Regions from separate parts of the Mus musculus genome. Here regions 2, 3 and 4 are each linked to region 1. The links are chromatin contacts, called in public Hi-C, HiChIP or PLAC-seq and promoter capture Hi-C maps. All regions are on one chromosome and are shown on one strand. The core of a region is the stretch at or near the end of the contact, and the rest is flanking DNA. Distances in the headings are between cores, read along the strand shown. Region 1 holds the start of Grid1 (glutamate receptor, ionotropic, delta 1). Region 2 has its middle 160 kb from the start of 4930596D02Rik. Region 3 holds the start of Gprin2 (G protein regulated inducer of neurite outgrowth 2). Region 4 overlaps Grid1 (glutamate receptor, ionotropic, delta 1).

Region 1 (3,638 bases), core at 378-2,877:
TAAAAGCTGAATTTGCCAGTGACAACTCAGTGGCTGGCAGCTTCACACACACACAAATGCACGTTCCCCACACAGTTCTTTCTTCTCTTCCTGTTTTGGCTCACTAGCAGCACCAAATGCCTGCAAGCTTCTCCTCCCTAAGTAGCCTTTGGAAACTATCTTCTTCTTTCAGAATCCATAGCTGCCTTTCTCCCTTAGGCTGGGCCAGAGCCCAGGCCCAAAGCTCCTCAACTGTCCTCTCCACATTTTTTAATGACCTGTATGGCCGTCTACCTTTCCTACGGTGCTGGGAGCTCTAGGCAAAGCTGAGCCTATCTTGGTTCTTTGAACCCAGTGCTCATCCTGGCGCCCAGTTCTGCCAGACTCAGCTGGACCCGGTTTCCGAAGGAATCAGAATCCTGGAGGGCTCAACTGTTTCCCTGAAATCTTAGGTGTGTTAAGTGGAGCCTCGTCCAACTAGGACCTGGGTGAGAGAATTGAGACCGGATTGCGACCTCGCCCCCCCCCCCCCATCTCTCAGCAGCTTCACGGGGGTGGTCAGCCAGAGTCAGGGAACCCGGAGGCGGCGGGAGCCCCGCTCTGCTTCCGCGGCTGGGAGCGAGCTTTCCTCCCGGGCTCGCTCTAGAAGGCTTCGTACAGGTCGCTGTCTGAGAGCGCCGGCCGCTTGGAAGGCTCCTCACGTCCAGGCGCCGCGGTCACGGCTGCGCCGGTTTCCGGCCATGAATTGGGCTTCAGAGTCTGAGCCTCCTGCCCGACTCCGGGCTCAGTGCACCGCCCCGGGGGCGGGGGATGGACGCCCGCCGAAATCTACCCGGACAGCCAGGGTTCGAGCCCGCCGCCCGCCCGCTAAGCATCCCGATGCCTCCTGGCTCGGTGCCCCGGTCTGTAGTCTCTTTGCAGGCTGCATGAGTCGGGGGTCGGGTTCCGAGACCCCCTGATCCGTTCTGGTCAGGGACAGGACTGCAAAATCTCGGCTGAAGTCCCCCAGCGCCAGCGAGTTCCGAGTTCCCCCTCCCCGAGGGTAGTCGATGGCTGTGCCTACTCCGTTTCTCCAGCGAACCCAGAGGCCGGGCCCACACGGCCAAGCCTAGGCTCGCCGCAGACAGACCAAGTCCCCACCGTGGTGCCGTCCTCGTAGCATCCCCCGGCCGGGAGCGCGGAGCACCGGGCGCCCCCTCCGAGCGGGCGAGCGGCGCGCGGCTAGGCTAAGGCTCCGCAGTCACGTGGTGGAGAGGAGGGCGGAGGGGAGGGAGGCGGGCGGGAGGGGAGGGGGAGCGCCGCCGAGGGGGAGGGGGAGGGGAGGGGGCGTCCTCCGCAGTTCGCTCCTCGCCTGGGCTCAGACACATAGCCAGCCCGGAGCCGCCGCGCGGGCCGGGCCGCCGCCGCCTCTGCCTCTGCCGCCCCCAGAGCCGCTCGAGCCGCTGGAAGCGCCGCCGCCACAGCCGCGGGCCGCCCCCGCCGCGCCGGCCTGGGCTCGGGCTGCGAGCGCCGCCGCAACCGCAACCAGAGCCGGCGCGGGAGCCCGAGAGCGCTGGGCTGGGCTGGGCTGGGTTGGGGCGGGCGCAGGGCGCAGGGGCGGGAGCGCGGGGGAAGACGCACGGGCGGGCTCGGCTCTCCCGGGGAGCGGCCCGGGACTGCACCGGGACCGGCGCCTCCCCGCTCCGCGCTGCCCTCGGCCTCGCCCCGGGCCCGGGCGGATGAGCCGCGCGCCGGGGGGACATGGAAGCGTTGACGCTGTGGCTTCTTCCCTGGATATGCCAGTGCGTTACGGTGCGGGCCGACTCCATCATCCACATCGGTGAGCTGGGAGAGCAGACGGACCGAGGCTGGGCGGGGGCCACCTAATAGAGCCGATGATGCGCGGAGTCCAAACTTAGCGGCTCCCCGGGCCGAGGGGCTCGGCAGTCGGTGTTCCCCCGAAGGCCCGCGCCGCCCCGCGGAGGAGCTGTGCTCTGGCCGCTCGGCGCTCCTGCGGGCACCTCGCTACTCCCCGGGGCTCCTGTCAGTGCGCGGGGCCCCGCGGCCTCTGCCGACACTTAGGGCCGCGGCTGCGGGGAACCTGGGATAGACCCTTGTCGAGATGCGTGCCCCTGGCGGGGCTGTCCGCGGGCTGGACCCCTCGTCACAGCTTGAACATTGGGGCCAGGGTCGGATAGGGCTCGGGGCTAGCTAAGTTGGCAGGGCAAGATCAAAGAGGCCAAAGCGGAACCATGTGTGTCTGTGGATGGGTGCTGTCAGCGTGCCAGTGTGTATGCACCTGGCACGGGGTTGGTGTCACTGTGAGAGGGCGTTGGGGTGTGTGGGGCCATCTGAGCTTCTCAGTGCGACTGTCGCGTTCTGTCAGCCTGTTAGAGTGGACACAGTGCTTGCCCGTTTCTCGGTGTGTGTCTGTGTAGCTCTCGGTGTGTGTGTGTGTGTGTGTGTGTGTGTATCTGGTTGTGGCAACTGCAGCCCAATCCTGGACAGTCCTAGAGTTTCTGCCTGATATAAGTCTTGGGGCCAGCGTACAGTGTGGATGGTAGGGGTGAACGGAAGGAGCATGGATAGTGGGGTGGGGGGCGCTGGATGGAGAGGAAGAAGAGGAAAAGCAGAGGAAGGGGAGACCGGAGGAGGGGTAGTGATCAGGAGTTTGGAGCAGAATGGCTGGGATCTCGAGAAGTTGGGCCCGGTTGGGGGACTAACAGCGGTCGCTTATGGGGGAGCCCCTCTGCAGTCGCCTTTCCGGAAGTTGGGAAAGACCAGCTAACACGGATAAACTGGGGGTTGGGAGGTGTGAGGAAACGTGGCTGATGTTACCCGCGGAGCAGAAGGTGGAGGGGATGACAGGGACAGAGTCTCTACTCCAAGGGCTGCGGCCTCCCCTCTGGTGCCGGTGCCGGGCCAAGATCCAAACGTGCTTCCCGCCCAGGAGCCAGAGTGGGTCTCGCGGTCAGCATTGCGGCTCCAGTATAGTGAGGAATTCGGGAGCCGAGTCCTTTTCCTACCCAGCTCTCGGCTCCAGGGCAATTAGAAGGCCAAGCAATAGGACCTTGGCAATGACCCTCGGCGCCTGGTAAAGGGGCTGTGGGGGGTCAGTGAGGACCCCAGAGCAGCAGTCCAACTGATCTCCGCTATAGGGGCAGGGTCAGGGAAGCTGTGTGCCTAGTGAAAGCGTCAGGTCTGCCAGAGCTCCGGATGAGCTGTTCCTGCTTCTAGAAGGGCCATTCAAGAGTGGTTTCTTCTGGGACTCTCCAGTCTTGCTAGATCAGAATGTCTAGGGGTTTAGGATATAGCCCCACCCCTTTCATACATACAGGAAGAGGAAGTGAGAAACGAAGAGCAGAGGCACCAGGCCTGGTAGCATCTTGACCATACAAGATTCTGGTTATCAATGCCTTCTGCTTAAAGAAAAAAAAGTCTTTGGTGCAGGAGAGCCGGCCGGCCGTGGACCACCTTTTCACTTCTGCATTTGCCAGGGAATGCAAAGGAAAAAAAAAAAGTCATCACTCCATTCTGGAATTGGGATAGGGGAACCTTATCATTTTGGAGAATTTACTCTGGTTCCTGGGATGGGATTTATGGGACCACATCAGGTGCATCTGAGCAGGAGGCTACCTCAGTCTCTTACTGTATGGGTCATGGCTGGGACATGAGGTGCT
Region 2 (3,638 bases), core at 745-3,244, 830 kb after region 1:
ACACAGACCCTTTATTGAGAGAACCTCTTTCAGTTAACTTATTTCCTTTTACCTTTATCAGTGTTTATAAAAATGTATAAACTTTTCCAAATAATTACATATTGTTCTCATTGTTTTTTTTATTTTCTGTTTTTTTAAAAGACACATTTATTTTACATATATAAGTGCTATATCTACACATACACCTGAATGGCAGAAGAGGGCATTAGTTCCCAGTATAGTTGGTTGTGAGCCACCATGTGGTTGTTGGGAATTGAACTCAGGACCTCAGAAAGAGCAGAGAGTGCTCTTAACTGCTGCACCATCACTCCAGTCTCCTTCTTCATTTTAAATTATGCCTATCTTTATTATTCCCTTCCTTATTTTGAATTCATTTTTGTTTTTTCAAGTTAAAAGCAAGACTATGAGTTGTGATTTTCCTTCCTCTTGATATAAGTTGTTTGTAAGACTGAATTTCATTTAGGGGCAGTCAGATCATGAAACTGTTTATATCTTTTGTTTGCATTTTCTTCCAGTTCTGATGCACTGTGTAATTACTGGGGGATTGCTTTTTGACTTGTGAATTATTTAGAAGTTTGGTGTTGGATGAATGTTTGGATGCTTTCCAGTAGACTTTCTATAACTGATTTTTAGTTGAGTTTTATTAACACCTAAAATGCTTGGAATATGATTCATTGATAGAGTACCTGACTAGCATGTATTTATTCCTGGATTTGATTCCCAACATCACACAGACTTGGCATAATTTTGCATGTACCTATGATCCTAGCACCCAAAAGATGGAGGCAAGGGGTTGAGAAGTTGAATGTCATCCTTGGGTATATAGTGAGTTTGATGCTACTCTGATGCCACGCACTCAGGTCGAGTCAGCTTGACAGGCCGAGAGGCCTGGAAGCCACTCATGAGGCAGAGAGTTTCATGGAAACTCACCTCCTGGAGTCTGGCGTTCTCTTTAACCCATATACTCATTCTATTCCCGCGTTAGTCTGGTGTATGGATCCACGTGCTCTCTTTTAGTATTATCTTACTATAAGTGCCTTTTAAGATTGAATTCTGACATAGCTAAGCCTTCACCGTCCTAGAAAGTCCTTGAGCAGACCATGGGCTTGGAATTCAGTAAGAATGTTGCCTATTCAGTGACATTCAGAATTGCCTCTGGTATTACACTATCACTTTGAATAAAAGCTAAGTCACTGCCCTACACAGGAATTTACCATCCTCTAGGAAGGAGGAAATTTGAGACCTAAGGAGGAACCAGACTAGATACTTAGAACTATAGATAGCTGAGTTACACCCATACACACATATTTACAATGGCCTAGGGGGGAGGTGGACTATACAATAGACTAAAATAGGAACTATGGCAAGGGCATAAAGCCCTTGACCCTGGCTTCTAAGATTAAGTGGACCTTAGGTGGGCTCTTTTTGATCCCAGTTGTTAACAATGAATTCTATCCCAGGTGGTTCCTGTCAGACCTTCTGTGTTTGTATTCCTCTGTTTTGTGTAAGAATCCAGTAACCTCTTTGTACCTTGCTGGTGTGTCACCCAACTTCCCTATTTTCTTCTGTATAAAAAGTTTGATGCTTGATTTGACAAATTACATTCAGATTCTACACAACCTCTCCTGTGTGCATCTGTCTGTCATTCTCTCCTACGCTTTTCCCACCTGCCCCAGAGACCTGTTCCACGCAGACAAAGGGATCCAGAGGGTCTGCAGCACTCTGAGCTAGATGAAAAACTGTCTAAAAAAAAAATCAAAAAAAAAATTCCACATTTTTCAATATGTTTCTTTCGTTTGTTACATACTGAAAGATTCTATAGCTTAATCCCCCTTTCCTTCTTCCCCTCTCTCTCCCTCTCTCCCTCCCTTCTCCTTTTCCCTCTCCTCTCTCCCCCTCCTCCTCTCTTTTTCTCTCTCCCTCTTGCCATGTCTAAGTACATGCATATGTGTGTATACTTGGTGGGTGAGGCCAGATGAATAGTTCACGTGGCAATCCTCAGGTGGTGTTCCAGGACCTGCATGTTTCTGTCTCTCCAAAACTGGAACTATAGGTGCATGCCAGCACTGCTGCTTTCTTCATGTAGGCTCTGGGGATTGAACTCAGGGCCTCCAGTTTGCCGGTCAAGTATTGATCAGTACTGATCTCTGTATTGATTGTTCCTGGGAAATTTAAATACCTTAAAATTTTCTAATTTTATTTTATGTCTCAGAATATGGACTGTCTCAGTGAGTATGAACTGAAAAAGAGGGACTATTCTAACAGTGATGAGTGTAGCATTCCAGACCTTATAATATATACTCAGTAAAAAGGAATTTATTTGTTTATTCTAAAATAATTTTTAATTTTAGATATAGTTTGATCATGTTCCTCCTCTTCCCCAAGTCCTTCCACAATCTTCTCCACTTCCACACTCACCAAACATTAAATTGTTTCTCAAAAACAAACAAAAACCTAATACAGCAACAGAAATTCACAACCACGAAACAAAAGTAAAACACCATTCACTCATAAATGCAAAAGACTACACCAAAGTATAACCAAGTAAAAGCAGACAAAAGTCTCTGGAGTCTCTTGTGTGTTGGTCCACTATGTCTGATTATGAGCCTACTTGGAGTGGTTGATTTACCCAGTGTTACTCCATTGGAGAAAACAAATTTTCCTTCTGCAGGTATAAATGATAGTCAGTTGTTAAGCTTCAACCTAGTGGCTAGGATTTCATTAATTCATTTATTCATTCACTCAAGAATCCCATAGAAATGTTGAACTGGAAGACATAACATAACTATAGAGGACCTAGTGCATGCTGCCTCAGTCTCTGTGAGTTCATATGAGCTTTGCTTATGTTGATTTAGAGGGCCTTGTTTTCTGTATCCCCTCTGGCTCTTGTACTCTTTCTGCCTCCTCCTCCCCAGTATTCCCTGAGCTCTGAGGGGAGGGATCTGATAAAAACATCCTACTTAGAGCTGAGTGTTCCAAGGTTCACATTCTCTGTGAAATGTCCATATATGTGGGTCTCTATATTTGTTCCCATGCACTGCAAGAGGAAGCTTCTTTAAAGATGGATGAACAAGGCACTAGTCTAGAAATATAGGAGAATATATATCATTATGAATCTGTACCATTTACTTGTTTGTTTATACCAGTATTATTTGGCTTTACACTAAGTCCCTTGTATATTTAGTCTCAGATTATTAGTTTCCCTGTGTCCAGGTAGGACTCCGCCAGGTGGAGTAGGCCTTGAATCAAATCAGGATATCAGTTAATCCCCCAAGCTTTGTACCACCATTGACCAACATATGTTTCAGGTAGTACACTATTTTATATTAAGGTTTTGTGGTTGGTTTGGTCTTTACATTTCTCATTTGGTAGCATGAAGAATATCTTCCTGTACCAAAGATGATAGAATGAAGGGGTGAAGATTCTATGTAAACAGCAGCTCTACTTTTCCATGCTCATTGAGCTATATGAGTGTTGCCCTAAGCAATAGGGTCTTGTTAGTTTGTGAGGAGCACTGATAGTCTTGGAAACAGCCTAGGCTGTTTGGGTGTTCCCATGAGACCCAACAATGCAAAAAGATGCAACCTGGGCCAGGCATGGTGGCACATGCCTTTAATTCCTAGCACTTGGGAGGCAGA
Region 3 (3,638 bases), core at 599-3,098, 620 kb before region 1:
GGGAAGGCGTTTTAGCCCCACACAAAAGGCAGACACACAGAGGTATCCAAGAGCACTAGTGTTGAGTAATACCTTAATGTCCTTTCTCCCACCGCGTCTAATGCAAACGCTGTGACAGCTGTGGATGACATCGTGTGGTCACTGTCCTCGGGTTCTACTGTCAACAACTAGAGTCAACCACCCTCACATGCAGCAACTATCAATGCCATTTTGAAGAAACACCCCCCTCCCCCCAGTTTTTCAGAAACTTCCAGACTAGCCCAAGCCTGAGTCCGTGGGCTCCACTTGGTTAGAAATTCTGATTCTCTCCCCAGCTGAGAAGCCTATACCTTAGGGGTGGACTGGGGAAGGCTTCTAAAGGGCCTATCTCAGACCACACTAAGTCATTCATGCAAGCAGCAGGCGCTTAGATGACAACCTCTGTGTCCAGAAAGCCACAAAAAGGCAAGCAAGTCGACAAAGGAGGGAGCAGGGTGTGAGAGGAGAATCAGGACTGCTCACAGAGTTAACATAAGGAAGTTGAAAGGCCCAGGTAGGGATAGCCCCTACAGATACCTCAAATCCCTTGTAGAGAGGGGTGTGGCCACCTACAACTAGTGGTTTGATCATGCCAGCGTGCAAATAAACGGCCTAACAGGAACACAAGCCGAATGGAGAACGCAGCAAGAGACATCCCTTAAGGTGGGTGGGGCAGCTCCAAGAATAAAATCAGTCCCTCGTAGCCTCTAACCTTATCGAGATGGCATAGAACCTAAAGGCAGAGAAATGCCAGGAAAGGGGTATGCATGAGAAAACAAGCTCCAAGACGCCACCCTGCTCACCATAGAGAAACCCCTAAGAGTCCCAGAACGCCTAAGAGTCCCAGGGCCTGAAACCTGTGAGGGTTTGCTCACTCAGGTGCTAACAGTGGGCTGAATGTGTCTCAGGGTCAACTGCAACTGCAGGAGGCCACTAAGATTGTACCTGCACTCCCCAGCACAGTGCCCCAGCATGGACACACGCCTCACTGTGGCCATGGCACAGGCGGGTTTACAGTGTGAACCTGCAGGAAAGAACGTTCATTCACAGCAGCACTCCGCATGCCAAACACAGGCCGCCCCTGCTGCGGTCAAAGGCCTGAACGCACCACACACCACGCAGCCTCCCTGGCCAGGGCTCCCTTCCCCGAATCTCCAGAGCAAAGCCCACAGTGGTCTTAGGGAGAAGTACACAACCCAAGTCTCGGATCTAGGCTACAGACCTTTCCAGGACAAAGACTCAAAGGATATGGGGCAGTGAGCTCGCTGGTAGGGATGCTCCTGAGCAGAAGAGGGCGGGGCGCTGGCAACAGAGGACAGGGTGGGGGATGCGGATGGAAGAGAGGAGAACCCGGGAGGGAAGAAGCAAAGGAAGGCGGGGTGGAGGCCGATGGGCTCCGGTCCGGGGCAGAGGAAAAACAAAAACAAAACCCGGAGACTGGGCAAAGGGAACGTGGAAAAGAGAACCGGAGAGGGCAAGGGGGAGGCAACCGTGCGGAGGAATGCGGCGCAGACAGCGGTGAGGAAGGGGTTCGGGGGTTCAGGAAGGGGGGCGCCGCCCACACCACCCCAGCACCCACCACGGCTCGTGTTGAGCCAGCCTCTCACCCTGTCGCCTCCAGGGCCGCAAAGGCCGGCGGAAGCGCTGCTCCTGCGGCCGCCACAGGTGCCCGTCGCCAAGATGGAGCCGCACTGGGTCTAGCCCCGCCGTGGTGCAGCCGGCCGCGGAGCCTGCGCTGCCAAGGGCCAGAAGGGGAAGCTGTCACCGGTACCCGGAGCAGGGGTGCTGGGGGTTTGAGGGGGGCGACTCACTCACCTAGGCGCGCCCCGCCTCTTCACGGCTCAGCGTCCCGGCCCCGCCCCCTGCCTCGGCTCCGCCCATGTCATTCCCTTAGGCTCCGCCCCCAAGACTGCCCATCCCCCCTTCCTGACCCTTCCCCCCCGCCCCCCCCCCCCCCAGCAAGGCTGTTTTCTCACTGGGCTCATCCATTTTGTGCAACCTTCCCGACAGAGCCGGCCGCTGTGTTCCAATCTCCCACCCCTAAAGGGCGCCATCGTCCTGCCCCAGTCCCTCCGTGCCCCACCTTGCCTTGCGTGGCTAGCTCCGGCAAATCCTCCAGGTCCCAAATTCACATCCTTAGAGATTTTCAATCCCTTGCTCTGACACCAGAATCCATTGACATTCCCTGTGGCCCCGCCCCCCCCCCATGTCCTTTATCTTCCTGCCCCACCTCTCACAATTCTTGGGCCTCCCACCCACCTCTTGAGACCTTTCCCCAGGTCTTGCTCTCTAGAGGCCTTGCCTGTTAGGGAGTCTTCAGGCCTGCTGGATCCAACAGCATGCTCTCAGCTCTAGACTCACCTCAGGGAGAAATCCAAGCTTGATCCAGTTCTTGAGGTTTACAATTGCAGTGTGGTCCTTAAGGAGTACCTGCCCAGCTTCATAGTCCCAAAGTCACACCCTCAGCCATGTCCTTCAAGGTCTACATTCTTGATAACCTGTCAGTCTATCCACTTCCAGGACCATTTCCACCCTTGCCCTCTGACCCAATCCCACGCTAGGATGGTTTCGCAGCCTACCTCAGGGATGCAAAGAGCTGACATGCACAGTGACTCCCAGTGGGGAGAGACCTCACTGGAGCCTCAACTATTTTCCTGTAATTCCCTGCAGTTCTGATATTTCCTCCCTAGATCCCACTGTGTCCCTTCCTAAAAGCTCTACCGATTCTGGGTTGCCTGATCCCATGGAAAGTCTAGGATCCCTATTAGCTTTGCTCCAGCATCCCCAGACACACAGGACAGGAAGCTACCCCACCTAGATCTGACCAGACCCAGTCCACCATCAAGGAGTCCCCAGGTACCCAGGGCCACAGGGTAAGAGGAGACTGGGCTTCTTCTGAGTCCCCATCTCAGAGAACTAAGTCCCAGTGTCACACTCCTTTGTTGACAGCAGCCCTGGAGCCCCAACTTGCCTAGGGTTGTTTACACTCTTCCCATGCAGTTATGGGGAACCAACACCATCTTTGTCTCTCTCCTAGTTATGGATGGCTTCACTATCTTCTCAGAAAGTCCTAGATTTCCTCCAGTCACCCCTTCCCAGCAGGTCCTCAAAGCATTCTCTCCAGTTTGGGAAAACAGCCATCCTGGAAGAGCTAAGCACCCTGACAGGGCTGCACAGGCCTGTGGAAGCTCTGCTTCTACAGCCACAGGTGTCCAGGCTTTAAGATGGAGCCCGAGCTACACTAGTTGGGTCTAACCAGCCACGGTGCAGCTCGCTGCAGCGCTTACTGGGTATACAAGTAGGGGCCGAGGGTTCTTGCTTCCTTGCTACTCACAGCCGGCCTGAAGGATCCTGTCCAAAGAGTCTATAGAAGATTTCTGCACCAGGGACACTAACCAACTCCTGTCCCTCCCAGAAATTGCCACTCTTCTCATCCTCATAGTCCCTTCCCACAGAAGTCACTTACATCCCAAGAAGGGATGAGGTAAATGTGACTACACTGAGAGGAGACTCAGAGCCCAAGCCCATAGCTCCTAGCTTCCAGGGCATCCTGAACAGAACTTTGCCATGTATGTGCCAAGGAAGCCTACTCAGGATTAGATGTCAATGGATGTCTGCCC
Region 4 (3,638 bases), core at 594-3,093, 540 kb after region 1:
GAAAATCTACAGCCCTCATCTGGGCAAAACCAATCCTCGGTAACACCTGTTCTGACAGAGAGATTAATTTGACTTTTCCAAAAGTGCGCTCTGAGCAGCACTTCTTCCTAGAGATGCTTCCCGGAGGAAGGGCCCTGGGGAGAGCTCAGACTGGGAAGTGCCCTATGTTAAATCTGTCTTAGCATGATTCACAACACACATTAGCGCATTAAAACCCTGCAGTAAAGAAATCAGTTTAATTTTGTGTGTGTGTGTCTAGTTTTGAATTCCTGAGTTCATTTGTCTCGGGGCTTTTGCTGTGGCTGTTGTCCCATAGTGCCTGTGGCCCACTCTGTATATATCACCAGGCTACATTATCCCAACCGACAGCACTGAGCTTTCATTCTCCATATGGATTACTCCCACTGTAACAGTGACTTCATTTTTTCCTGTTTCTTACTTTCTGCCTGGAATATTATTTTCTCTCTGGTGATGGAATAGTTAATGTTATAGAGTGTGGAATAAGCCCTACCTGGCATAATAGAGATGTTAAACTGTAGAGCCCAGAGTCACCATCAGGCAGCCTGCAGGTTGGAGACTATAATACAAGCACTGTCAGGCCAAGAACAGGACTCTTCCTTCACTGACATCACTCTTGACCATCTTTCAGGACTGTGATGGATTGTATGGATAGAGTTGTACATTTTGTCTCTTAAGGGCTTAAAATTAAAAGCAACCATCACTCAAGTGAAAAGCCAAGGGCCCTCGCCTGCACAGGAGGATAACTAAGGGATTCTCAGAGAGCAAGTGATTGATTGGTAGAGATTCTGGTACAGTTTAACCAAGAGAGTAGTGCATACCGACTTTGCTGGGTGGACTGGAGATAATTTGGGAGCAGTAGGCTAATTCCCAGCAGAGAGTTAATCAGGTCCCTACAGCACAAAGGTGGACTTAGGGGTGTAACGGTACTTGCTTCCAGTTGAGGCAGTGGGGGTCCTGTGTCAGGATCATAAACTCTTTTAGAGATAAAGATAAAAGATAGGCACTGAGAGACTGCAGGGACCATTCCTCCTGCCCCCAACACACACAGAACCCAGAGAGTAGGTATATATCCACTTGCCTACAACCAACACCTATGGTTAGCTGTAACTGCTAGCCTTTGCCAGCCAGATGCTGGATCTTGTAAAAATTCCCAAGGTGTGTCAGGACTCCAGAGCAGGCTCTGCCTTCAAATTGGGCACATAACTCATCCTGCATCATCCTTGCCATGGTCACAGTAAAGGGCAGGTCCTTCTGGATTTAAGTCACTTTTGTTTTACTTTCTGAAAGCCTCATCTTCTGATGCAGCAGACTTTGGATTCCCAAGACTCTGTGGCAGAAATCTCCAGGAGGTCATTGCCATTATTCTTTTGGGGACCCCAGGAACTGGAAGCTTTTCTTCAAGGTTGAGATGACTGAAGGCTTCTCTTGCGAAGGCATGGAGTGAGCCTGCCTTTGACCTCCACGCGGACATTGAACCTCAGCTGTCATTTCATATAGCTGGCAATACCAGGAGGGGAGAAAACCAAGGGTTTCAACAATTCTCAGTGTTAGCAGGAATAAGCCCTGCACCCTTCCAGAGAAGAAATCACTGTCTGCATTTCAGAGCACGAGAGCTGATTCTGGCTTCCCAGTGCTTTCTTAACAAGTACAGCCAAGAGGAAGAAAAAAAAAATCACCTAAAAACGTCAAAAGTCACCTTGCCAGGGCTCCCCCCACTGGTGAAAATATCAATATGTGATCTCTTTGAGTTCTGTGGCATCATCTAGACAGGGACAACAGCGCTGCCTTTCAGAGCTGATGGGTACAGACAGTGCTTCTCTTCCTGCAGCTGCCGCTGTTGCTCACAGGAACTTCATAAGGCAAGATGGCTTTCTTAGGACTCTGATGATGGAGTGTGATTAACCTGCTGGGGAAGTGATGGATCCCAGGGGGGCAGAGATCCATGCCCCGTGGAAGAAAGATCTGGGAATGTCATGCCTCCCTGTCTGTCTGGCTTGAGTGGAGATCTTTAGCTCAAGGCCCTGGCCACCCTTCCAGTGCCTAAGGCGAGGCTTCTTTTCTGGGCCATTGCCTCCTCAGCCCTTCTCTCTGGCTTCCTGCCCAGGCCTCTGGGACTAAGCTGTACTCTTGGCTTTTAGGCTTCCTCCCTTCCCTGACTGCTGGGCTGGCCCTAGTCCTTCCTCTGTGACTCCTAAATGAGTATTCGAGTCCCTTCCTGGCTTTGTTCTCTTTCTAAAACCCAGTGTTAGCTTTTCATCGACATCTGTTGTTTTATAATCTTGTCTTTGAACTCCAGTATATCTTACATCTCTTTTTTCCCTTTCAGAGACCTTGTTATCTGTAAATTCTTTGAGGTTGGGAATGTATTTGTCTAAACTCTTAATCTTTTTATCTCCCTCAGAGATAATTCTCCACAATGGTGTTTACATTTTTCATTGGCTTTTCAATGCTCCTTTCTTCCCTGAGCTAGCTTCTCCCTACAGCATTCAGTGTTGGGGGCTGAGGGGGGTCCTCTATTTGCATATTTACTGTGACTTCCATCCTGAATATCATCCCATCCCTGAAGAGCAATAGGTCTTTACTAAAGAAATAGCAGGGAACGGGTCTGGGCCAGGGAGCTTGCTAGGCCTGCCTTCAGCTCTGGTAACTTCAGCAGTGCTCCCTTGCTGAGTCTATAATTTACTGTACTAGGAAAGTATCTCTGTTGTTTAAGGATTTAGAATAGAGGGAATAATTTTGGACCTTTTCATCAGATACACACTTTTTTTTTGCATCCTGAACCTTGGCCTTGAGCTCTGTTCACCAAGTCTAAGGTGCATATCTCAAGAAAAATGCACCCTTTGTCTCATTCAGTCCCTTCTTGCTGTTGGAGGCTGAGCAGACCTCAGTGAAATTACTCACTTCCTCCATGAGTCCCCAGTAGCATGGGGACATCTAGGATATGCTCAGTGCATGACCTCCTAGATTGATGTTCATAGGGCTAATGGAGGTCTGACTCATTACTGGCCGGGATGCTTTGAGACCTACAGGCATGAAATTAGCTGTTTGTTTCAAAAGAAGGTGGAGTTAGAGGGGAGGGGCTTCCAAGTCCCTCCTACTGCTCAGGGGCTATTGGCAGTTGAGGAAAGAGTCAGTTTTCTTTGCCAGTGTGGCCCTTTGGAGATTCCCCAGCCCCAGTGGATGAACCTATACCCATGTCATATGGGTAACATGAATTAGACTCAGTGGGATAAAATAATAATTGAAAAAAAGAAGGAAAGGAAAAGACAGACTGCAGTTGAAGGGGAAGCTATAGAGAAAGTCACCTAGGCTCTTAGGAAAACTCGGGCTCAGTGTGTTCCTGTTCTGCCCCTTACAGTGTCAAGAACTGGCTGCTTGCTATCTTGGGATCTTTCCTTCACAGAGGAGAAAAAGCTGGGCCCAGGGGGTTCTGTGTAGCTCAAGGGTTAGGTGTGGAGCTTGAGAAAGGCATGGTTGATGATGATGAGGAGGAGTCCGATAGCTCACTCAGTGGTAACTTGAACAGCAGATTAAAGCTGTCTGTCTGTCAGCAGTCACCTTCTTCTCAGCCTTGGGATGCTTTCTTTGGGAACATTCTGGTATCCTTTCCTATGTGC

The links. Promoter capture Hi-C pulls out the DNA fragments that hold promoters and counts their contacts. Hi-C and Micro-C count contacts between places; a contact is called where the count stands out from the background. HiChIP or PLAC-seq counts read pairs in DNA pulled down with a chosen protein or histone mark.
Region 2: an H3K27ac HiChIP or PLAC-seq map of embryonic stem cells shows a contact between it and region 1, with 14 times the contacts expected there. The contact joins the enhancer-like site here to the promoter of Grid1 in region 1. A contact is called at or near these places in 6 of 39 promoter capture datasets (embryonic stem cells, hippocampal neurons and liver), 1 of 15 datasets of contacts at CTCF or cohesin (embryonic stem cells), 3 of 484 Hi-C or Micro-C datasets (all in embryonic stem cells), 4 of 115 datasets of contacts at active chromatin or transcription factors (astrocytes and embryonic stem cells) and 1 of 9 other capture datasets (embryonic stem cells).
Region 3: a contact with region 1 is called in a promoter capture Hi-C map of HPC-7-derived erythroid cells, with 4 times the contacts expected there. The contact joins the promoter of Gprin2 here to the promoter of Grid1 in region 1. A contact is called at or near these places in 5 of 39 promoter capture datasets (the C10 cell line, HPC-7-derived erythroid cells, liver and 1 more).
Region 4: a Hi-C map of cerebral cortex shows a contact between it and region 1, with 4 times the contacts expected there. The contact joins the enhancer-like site here to the promoter of Grid1 in region 1. A contact is called at or near these places in 2 of 39 promoter capture datasets (cranial neural crest and liver), 4 of 484 Hi-C or Micro-C datasets (cerebral cortex, cortical neurons and uterus), 5 of 115 datasets of contacts at active chromatin or transcription factors (embryonic stem cells, forebrain, neural progenitor cells and 2 more) and 1 of 9 other capture datasets (embryonic stem cells).

What each region holds. Positions count from the first base shown.
Region 1 is chr14:34,818,509-34,822,146 of GRCm38.p6, forward strand. Grid1 (glutamate receptor, ionotropic, delta 1) reads left to right here and starts at 1,628. Exons shown (of 16, transcript NM_008166.2): 1 at 1,628-1,798. The coding sequence starts at 1,720.
Region 2 is chr14:35,648,592-35,652,229 of GRCm38.p6, forward strand. No RefSeq gene overlaps it. Among named protein-coding and RNA genes, the nearest start is that of 4930596D02Rik, 160 kb to the right of the region's middle. Within about 2 kb of position 1,995, at least 3 of the 459 cell types and tissues checked have an H3K27ac peak or open chromatin away from gene starts, as enhancers often do. A contact at or near this core is called in embryonic stem cells, where this site is marked.
Region 3 is chr14:34,199,785-34,203,422 of GRCm38.p6, forward strand. Gprin2 (G protein regulated inducer of neurite outgrowth 2) reads right to left here and starts at 1,849. Exons shown (of 2, transcript NM_183209.2): 1 at 1,626-1,849.
Region 4 is chr14:35,356,543-35,360,180 of GRCm38.p6, forward strand. All of the region lies in intron 8 of Grid1 (glutamate receptor, ionotropic, delta 1), which reads left to right. Among named protein-coding and RNA genes, the nearest start is that of Gm41133, 220 kb to the left of the region's middle. Within about 2 kb of position 1,844, at least 25 of the 459 cell types and tissues checked have an H3K27ac peak or open chromatin away from gene starts, as enhancers often do. A contact at or near this core is called in cerebral cortex and neural tube, where this site is marked.